3 separate regions of the Anser cygnoides genome follow, and regions 1 and 2 are each linked to region 3. A link is a contact called in public Hi-C data. All regions are on one chromosome and are shown on one strand. Each heading gives the region's core, a stretch centred on a gene start, on an enhancer-like site or on the middle of the called end of the contact. The rest is flanking DNA. Distances are from core to core; before and after follow the strand shown.

The links. A called contact is a pair of places that touch in the nucleus more often than the background predicts.
Region 1: a contact with region 3 is called in a Hi-C map of liver, with 2.6 times the contacts expected there. The contact joins the enhancer-like site here to the promoter of MRPL23 in region 3. A contact is called at or near these places in 2 of 7 Hi-C or Micro-C datasets (granulosa cells and liver).
Region 2: a Hi-C map of liver shows a contact between it and region 3, with 2.2 times the contacts expected there. The contact joins the promoter of IGF2 here to the promoter of MRPL23 in region 3. A contact is called at or near these places in 3 of 7 Hi-C or Micro-C datasets (granulosa cells and liver).

Annotation. Positions count from the first base shown.
Region 1 is chr5:38,420,623-38,423,322 of Taihu_goose_T2T_genome, forward strand. No RefSeq gene overlaps it. Among named protein-coding and RNA genes, the nearest start is that of IGF2, 88 kb to the left of the region's middle. Within about 2 kb of position 1,284, at least 1 of the 3 cell types and tissues checked has open chromatin away from gene starts, as enhancers often do. A contact at or near this core is called in liver, where this site is marked.
Region 2 is chr5:38,332,300-38,334,999 of Taihu_goose_T2T_genome, forward strand. It overlaps IGF2 (insulin like growth factor 2), which reads left to right and starts at 1,407. Exons shown (of 4, transcript XM_048066577.2): 1 at 1,407-1,972. The coding sequence starts at 1,871.
Region 3 is chr5:38,578,358-38,581,064 of Taihu_goose_T2T_genome, forward strand. MRPL23 (mitochondrial ribosomal protein L23) reads right to left here and starts at 1,256. Exons shown (of 5, transcript XM_066997926.1): 1 at 1,237-1,256; 2 at 863-985; 3 at 82-164. The coding sequence starts at 1,241. It overlaps TNNT3 (troponin T3, fast skeletal type), which reads right to left. Exons shown (of 16, transcript XM_048066618.2): 16 at 2,226-2,625. The coding sequence ends at 2,577.

The DNA of each region.
Region 1 (2,700 bases), core at 34-2,533, 160 kb before region 3:
GTGGATTTTTCACCTTCCCAGCCCAGGCTCACTAAGACCAGGGAATAGGGCTTTTCTTAGTCTACCTTATTGCTCTCAAGCATGTTACACAGAAGTGTAACACGCAAGGAGTGAGAACCAGCCCTTGCCCAAATTGATTACACGCTGAATAAGTAAGAGGACAAGGGAGCAGTGTTTTCGAGAGAGGAGCTGAGGTGCACCCAGGGGTTCAGTGCTTTGAGCGTCACTGCTAGACCCCTTTTCCCTAAAGTAAAAGAGGCTCTAGATTAAATTTGTCCAGGTATCAGAGGAATCTCAGTCCTGCTATAGATAAAACCAAACATCGCTTTCTGTTTATAGGTGGACTATTCTAAGCGCTCCTAAACCAGCATGCCTCAGCATCCCAAAATGCATCCTCTCTCCCAGGCATGCCAAGGTTAGCAAGCCAACTTTGTAGTGGCTGCGCAGGGGAGGAGTGGAGCCAAGACCCCCTGAAAACAACCAGACAATAGCTTCACTGTCTGAAATTACTGCACTCAAGATTTGAACTTCAGCCTCTGTGGAAGATGCTGTGGACAATCTCACTGCATTTGGCTCACTAGAGCTGCATCAGAAGTTTGCAGGTTGGCATAGAAGAGGTCAGGCTGTCTAGTGAGGTCTTCTGGTTTTAAAAAGTATGAAATTATATGAAGTGGGTATGAAGAAACTGAAGAGAACATACTGCTGTCTGTTCCCTTGCTCTTGATAGGATATGCTCAGACAGAAAAAATATTAGTCTTTACTTCTTGTTTTCACGTGCCTCTTTTCTTGATTTTTCCATGAGGTTCTGTGTGTCTGAACATATATAGTGACAATGCTGGAAGAGAGCAGAGTTAAGGTTATTTTCAGAGTGTAGCATGAACCTCTACACTTCCCACTTTTCAGAAGTTTAAATTTGCATTAATTTCTCATTTCCTGCTCGGGATAAATCCTTTATGCATTCTGGAACAATACGAGACACCATTAGGCAACATTAACTTCGTGCTGAAGGTTTTGGCATACAATGCTGTATGCTCTAATCTATTTGCAAATCAAAAGCCAATGCTTTGCACACTTCAGTGAAAAGCCAGAGGCAGCCTGCCCCACTAGAAAGGTCACCAGATTAGGACTCAAGGGAACTCTTCGAAGTTCTGCCACTGATTTACTGCTCAGTCATCTTGGCCAAGTCATCTCTTTTCTTTCTGCCTCTAGTTTTGCTCCCATTCTTTGTGTTTTCTATTCAGGCTGCAAGTTCTTCAGGGCAGGAGCAGCCCTCTCATTACGTTCTGGTCCTGTGCCTCGCACAGCAGGCCCCCTTCCTAGCTAGAGCGCGCCTACTGGATGCTACTGCAACACAAAGAATTCAGAGCCTCAGCAGTTTGGCTTTCTCTCCCAGGATCTTCAGTCCCTCTCGCTTGCTTCCTCGACATAAAGCTGTACAGAAGAGGCACTGGTCACCAAGTAAGTGACCAAGTTCCCAGTCAAAGGGTTAAAATAGCCAAGTCCGTTAGATAAAGAAGAGAAAGCTGTAGGAGGAACTCAGATCATATTGCAAGCTAGGTACTAGTTAATCAATAGTATTCAAAGGTGAAGGCCATATGGAGGAGCCAGGAACCATTGCACAAGTTAAGCAAAGTTTAGTGAACAGCAAGCCTGATAAAGCAAAGCTTTAACTATTTTCTGTGAAAAGTTCCACCTTTCCTTTAACCTGGCTCTGGACCACGGACCACATATGCCAATCTTCTCTGTTACTGACTCATGCACTAGAGGGTTCAGTGGAAGTTCTGAGACCAACCCATGGACAATACCTCTTTATTGCCCTGACAGTTCATATAGTACGTGTTACATATAATTCTCCTATTCACTGGACTCTCGATCCAAACTCTTCTGGTAAAAGGGCTTGTGGGCAGTTTACTTTCTGTCCAATGACTTCATTGCAAAGGGTTTTTTTTCTGTCTCTGTTGAGCTTGCCATGTGCAAGCTTTCCTTCCTCTTGTTTCCCTCCTCTTGTTTCCCAGTTTCTGGAAATAATTTGTGGTTTGGAAATGGAAATGCCCTCATAGGCTTCAAAGAGCTTAAAGCCTACCATGCCAGATCAGTCCATTGGATCCATCTAATCTGCTCTCCTCTTTCCAGCCACGACCAATACCTGGTGCTTCAGAAGACAACACAACTTTATAATGGCAACAGGACACTTCAGTTTTAGACACAGTCCCTGCTCTGAATAGATGAGGAGCTGCTAAAGCATTCTCCCACTTCCACCCTCGACTGCCCTAGATTTTCTGGGAGGGTTCCTCAAAGAATCAACTAAAGGGCAAGCAGAGACCCCCCACAAGGATAAAGAGACTGAAGGGGGCAAAGTACATCGACACATATCAGAAGAGGGCTTCCCAAAACATAGCACAACAAACACAGCTCAGCCCCTTCCAGGACTGGCTTGGCTTCCTTCCCCTGCTCAAAGAAGTTGGCAAGCAAATCTTTATTGTAAGAGACAGAACAGAAGCCGTAAGGGAGGTACTGAAATCTGGGGATAATTCACAAAATCCTGGCCTGTGGTGCAGAAGGAAGCTAATGTTATGTATCTTTCATTTGTACTTTTTGTTATTACTACTAGATTTAAACAGATAAAAGCAACCTATTGATGATCACATCTCATCTTCAGCCAACATCTTTCCTGTCTGCTTTTAAATTAATAGGACACAG
Region 2 (2,700 bases), core at 157-2,656, 250 kb before region 3:
GGGTGTGCTATGCAGCGACACAGCCCAGGGGACAGCCCTGAGATGAGCAGGATGCTGGGCAGGGCAGGACCTCCAGAGCCCAGTAGGAAAGGACCAGTCCTGCTCACACCTCACATTTTCTTTGGCATGTTTATGGCAATTCCAGATGTCCAGAGAGGCACCAAGCCCCCATTCTTGAAAGAAACAGGTGCACACTTGAAAAAAACTTTAAAAAAGAGTTTCCTTAGCGCACGTCAGAGTGAGGGCTGCTGAGCCCTTGCCCTACCACGCCAACATCACTTGAGATGCAACAACCTGCGGCGCGATTTTGGGCAGCTCTGCCCCTCTCGGCGCCACGGCGGGTGCATGCCTTGCAGTGCAACTTGAGCTGTGCATCCCTGCAAGCAGACGCCCACCCGGGCAGCGGTGAGGATGCGGGCACTCCGGCGCTGCCTTTGCTGCTGGTGGAAAGCAAGGAGGGTCCTTACAGCCCACCTCTGAGGCAGCTGCTTCCCCAGCAGGACAGGTTTTTGGGAGAAGGGGAGTTTTGCTGGGTGCAGCACGGCATGACTGCCATGCAGCACCACCGGAGTGGCGATCGCAACAGGCGCGCGTTCGGATCGCGCACCGCTTCACGGTGAAGCCTGGGAAAAGTCCCCTTGGCTTAAAGGCAACAGCTTGCACAAGCTCAAGCGGAGCGGGGGCAACCCAGCGAGCAGCCACCGATTTCGGGAGGTGCCCTTTGGGGTGCAAAACCCGAGCGCCCGTGCCCCACGGAGCGGTACCATCCATGTTGTCCCCAGGGATGCGCACGGGCAGAGTGGGGGGCTCACATCTGATGATGCGGGGGTAGTGTAATGCAGGGCATGGCCACGGCTTGAGGCCGGGGGTGGCCGTGCTGCCAGCACCCCCACATGTCTGCACCTTCAGTGGGGAGCCCTCAGGAGAGGTTTTGGGGTCCAGCGCGGGGTGGGAGGGGTGGCATGGCCACGTGCGCACCTGGAGCGAGACCCAAAAGCTGGCGCTGCAAATCCTGCTGCTCCCTCTGCCTCCCCCTCCCCGGGATTTTCGGCTCTCTGGAGGGCGGGAGGGGCGCGCAGGGGGTGCCCCAGCACCTCGGGCAGGGGCTGGCGGCGCAGGCCCCCATCTCCTCCCCTCACCTGCGGGGCGAGGCGGAGGATGCGCGCAGCCCCCGGACCCCCCCAGGCCGGGGGCCGGCCGGGGTGGGCTAAAGACCCCTCCCGGGCAGGGAAAGCCTGCGGCTGCAACTTCCCGTCGCTCCCCGAGCTGGACTTCGCAGGGTTACGAAGAAGGGAGGGAGAAAGAGGGAGGGATCGCTCTGCAACATTATTGGCTGCGTGGCCGGGCTGGTGTTCGCTGGGGAAGTCAGAGCATGCCCATTGGGGGGGTATAAAAGGGGGGCAGCCGGAGCGCTTTGCCTGTCTCCTCGCTCGTGGGGCAGCCAGCCGGGAGCAGCGGGCAGCCAGGCAGCCGGCCCCTCCGCCCCGGCCAGGGGGACGCAGTCAGTAAACACCACCACAACAAAAAGTGAGAGCCACCCAAGGGGCAGCCAAAGCAGGAGGAGAGAAAGAGGAGGAGGAAAAAAAAAGGCAAAAAAAGGGGGGAACAAGGAGAAAAAATAACAAAAGAAAAAAAGGAACAAGAAAAGGAAAAAAAAAAGAAAAGGAAAAAAAAAGGAAAAAATAGGAGAAGGAAGGAAAGCGCTCGCTCGCTCTCTAGAATAACAAAATACCTAATCGTAACAAAATAACATCCTCCAGACAAATTCAAGCAGGGACTTGACATACCAAAAAGGCAAAGCGAGGAGAGCAAGCCAGGGCGCGGGGAAGGCGAGCCAAAGCCGCGATCGCTGCCAGGGCCGGACAGCAGCATGGCAAGCGCCGGGGCACACACGGATGAGCGCTGCCGGCAGCCTGCCTTCCTCCCCGGCCCGCCGCCGCCAGAAGTTGAGAGTAGCAGCGGCAGCGCCAAGGTAAGCGCCGCTCCGAGCCGCTCCGAGCCGCGCCGAGCCGCGCCGAGCCGTGCCACGCCGCGCCCAGCCGTGCCACGCCGCGCGATGCTTGTGCCGCGGGATGCTTGTGCCGTGCCGCGCCGAGCCGAGCCGAGCCGTGCCGGCTCCGCTGCCCGCCCTCCCCACGCGTGTCACTAGAGGGACCCCGAGAGCCGGCCCAGCCCGGGCTGCCCGCGGCCAACTTGCGGGCTGTGCGCGGCGGGGGGTGCGGTGCGGTGCGGGGACCCCCCGGGCACCCCCAGGGTACCCGCGCGCCTTTTGGCGATGGGCGTTTTTCCGCCTTTTTTTTTTTTTAATAATTATTTATTTTTTATTTGCTTAAAAAAAATTATTATTATTATTTTTGCGTGGGTGGGGGGCGCGCAGCGCTGCCCGCATCCCCCTGCGAGGCTCCTGCGCGCCCCTTGCGCGGGGCGTGCGCGGAGAGGATGCGGAGAAGGCGGGGGGGGGGGGAGCGGCGTAGAGGGGGCGTGGGGCAGTCCCGGGTGGGCTGAGGGGGCCGGGGGCAGCACGGCGCGTGTGCGGGCAGCCGCGATCGTGCGTGGGCCGGGCTGGCCCCGGCGGCGGGGCCGGGGCTATGCGAGGTCACGGCGGCCCCTGGCTGCCCGGCGCGCTGCGCTCCGCGCCCGGGCTTTGGGAGCGGGGACCCGGCGGGGAGCAGCGAGGAGCTGCTGGGCTCTCATCCGAAA
Region 3 (2,707 bases), core at 6-2,505:
CGGACCTTTTGACATGAAAAGCCTCTTCTGGCTGAAAAGGTAAACTGCATTTATCCCTTTGAATTACTCAACTGCACTTACCATACTGTATTCTGGTCCTCACAGCAGCTACTGGCACATTATATATTTTTTCAAGGTAATTCTTGATATCCACTTTTGTCATTCTAGGCAACAAGAAAACATTTTGGGGAAAGAAAGAAAGAAAAGTAGAAATACTTAACTAAGTTCAGAACAGAGCCACAGTATTTATAGGCAAGTTGATAGTCTGGAATAGATACATCTTCCCCTTTCAAACAAGGTAGCTTCACCGCACAAATGTATAAACCCAACATAGATCATATGCTGTTACAGCAATTCATAGCCCATAAATTGAAATAATGCTAAACATTTTATTCTCTAGCACCTCAGCAGTCAAAACATGAGGTATTTGCTGTACTCAGAGAGCCAGGGTCAGCTTTCTGACTGCCCATGCTAAAAATCAGTTCTAAGCTTCTGAACCTAATTTCTAACGTTTTTGGGACCTGCTGCAGGCACGTGGGCCTTTATGTGTAGAAGCAGAGCAGACAGGACGAAGGAGTACTGCAAAACTAGCACCTGGACACCACCTCTTTTCCTCCAGGTCACCTCCACCACCTCTCCCTTCTTCCTACCCCCACCTCGCGGCAGGCAGAGCCTCACAGCACCCCGAGAGGAGCCAAGCACAGCTCCTACTTAAACCAGCGCCCTGAAAGCTCTCCCTGCTGCACAATACCCTTCCTTCAGCCACGGGGAGGGCCTTTGGGCGCAGGGGGATGCTCCAGAAGCGGCGGGGACCCCTGGGCACCCCGCGGCCAGGCTCCGGCCGCCCTCCCCGTGCACTCACTCCATGGAGACGCGGAACTGCACCGTGTCCTCGGGCTGCGGCACGCCGGGCCGCACCGCCAGCATGAAGAAGTTGGGGCGGAAGATCCGCAGCTGGGGGCCGCCCAGCTGGAACAGCGGGTACCTGCGGGGAGAGGACGCCCGTCAACCACCGGCCGGCGGCCCGACGACCACCGACCCCGTCCCCGTCCCTCCCCGGCCGCCCAGCCCCGCTCACACAGCCCGCCTGCCGCCCGCCGCCATGGCCGCGGCCAGGCCCGGAAGCGCCGCCGCCATGGAGGGGCTCCCGCTCTCGCCCTCTGCTGGAGCGGAGGGGCGACGAGGGTGGTTTTTGTGTTTTTATTTTTTTTTTTTTTTTGGGGTGGTGGTCTCCACCTCATTGGCCCCTGGAGGGGGCAGCCGGGTCTCGCCGTCGCCACGAGGGGATGTGGTGCTCGGGGTGCGCTAGGCACGGGGCAAGGGGCGGGAATCGTGGCTGCGAAATGGCGTCGTTGAGGCAGTTCGGGAAACGCAGCCCCAAAGTGTGGGACAGCGACAAGCCAGGGGTGGGAGGGACAGGAGGTGTCGGGGGCGCAGGGTGGCAGCTCTGCAAGAGCTGTGGAAGCCATCTCTGAGCACCTGACTGCCTGTGCTGCTACCTTGACTTCATGTTGTGGGGTGGGACGCCACCATGATTTTCTTTTCCTCATTGACTGGTGAACCAGAGTGTGTAAGCTGGCACCAGGGAAGGCCAGAAGTTTGGTAGGAAGCCTGGTGGGAAGCCTCCAGTAGGCTTCTTTCCAACCAGGGGCTTCTAAGGTCAGCAAAGTGAACAGCAGACCCCATGCAACCAACAGCTCACAGCCTGAGTTTGGTGGCAGCCATTTTGTGTCCCTGGCCCCATTTGACATCTACATAGAAATAACAGTAATTCAGGCTTCGCATTGGATTTTAATACTATATGTAGGTTAAGTGTTTCAATAAACATTTTAGTGTAATATTTGAATTAACGGTGCTCTGTGTTGTGCTGTAACATCTGCTTTTAAGAAATGTTGCATACTGAAAACTATGCCACCTGTGAATTCATTCCTTTACACCCAATTCTTTGATTCCATTCATCACTCGAACTTCTAAGTTTGTTTCAAGTACTTTTGGCATCCAGACTGTCCCACAGATTATGAGATCCCCCAGAACAGAGTTGGCTTTCCTTATTTGCCTGTATGGGGCCTGTAAAACTGGCCTCCAGTCCTGTTTTTTTGTTAATGACGCCAAACCTCATTTCCACTTGTAGGACTGCATTAAATATTAAATAAGGATAGCTAAGGTCCAACTCCCAAATGCCATTTAAAAAAAAAATTTCAAAACACCATTCCAGAAAGCTGTCATTGAAGTAGGTACTGGTTGTGCTTTATTTACAAAATCCAGAGATTTGTACACAGCAATCTACAGGACAGCATAGGGCTGGTATCAGGAGGGTAAAGGACACGCTCAGCAGGAATTGAAGATGCCAGCAAGGAGTCACCTCCGTTCCGCAGGGAACTTGCTTCCTTTTGGCTGAGGAAGCCACCAGACCCCTCCAGGAAGAAAAGGAAGAAAAGCAGCAGCAATAGCCAACCCAGGCTGATGTTGCAATTTTTGTTATCGCTGAGGCACGGGAACACAAGTGGTTTGTGAAGGAAGAAAGAGGAGACCAGCAGCGTTTCGGCACGTTGCTAGGGGCCATCCTGCCTGGTTCTTTACTTCCAGCGCCCACCAACCTTCCCCTTGGCTCCTGCCTTCTTGCTGCTACAATACAAAATGAAAGAAAAACATGTCAGTGTGAAAGAATTGGTCCACTGTGACCACTACTCATTTCTGACTCTCATCT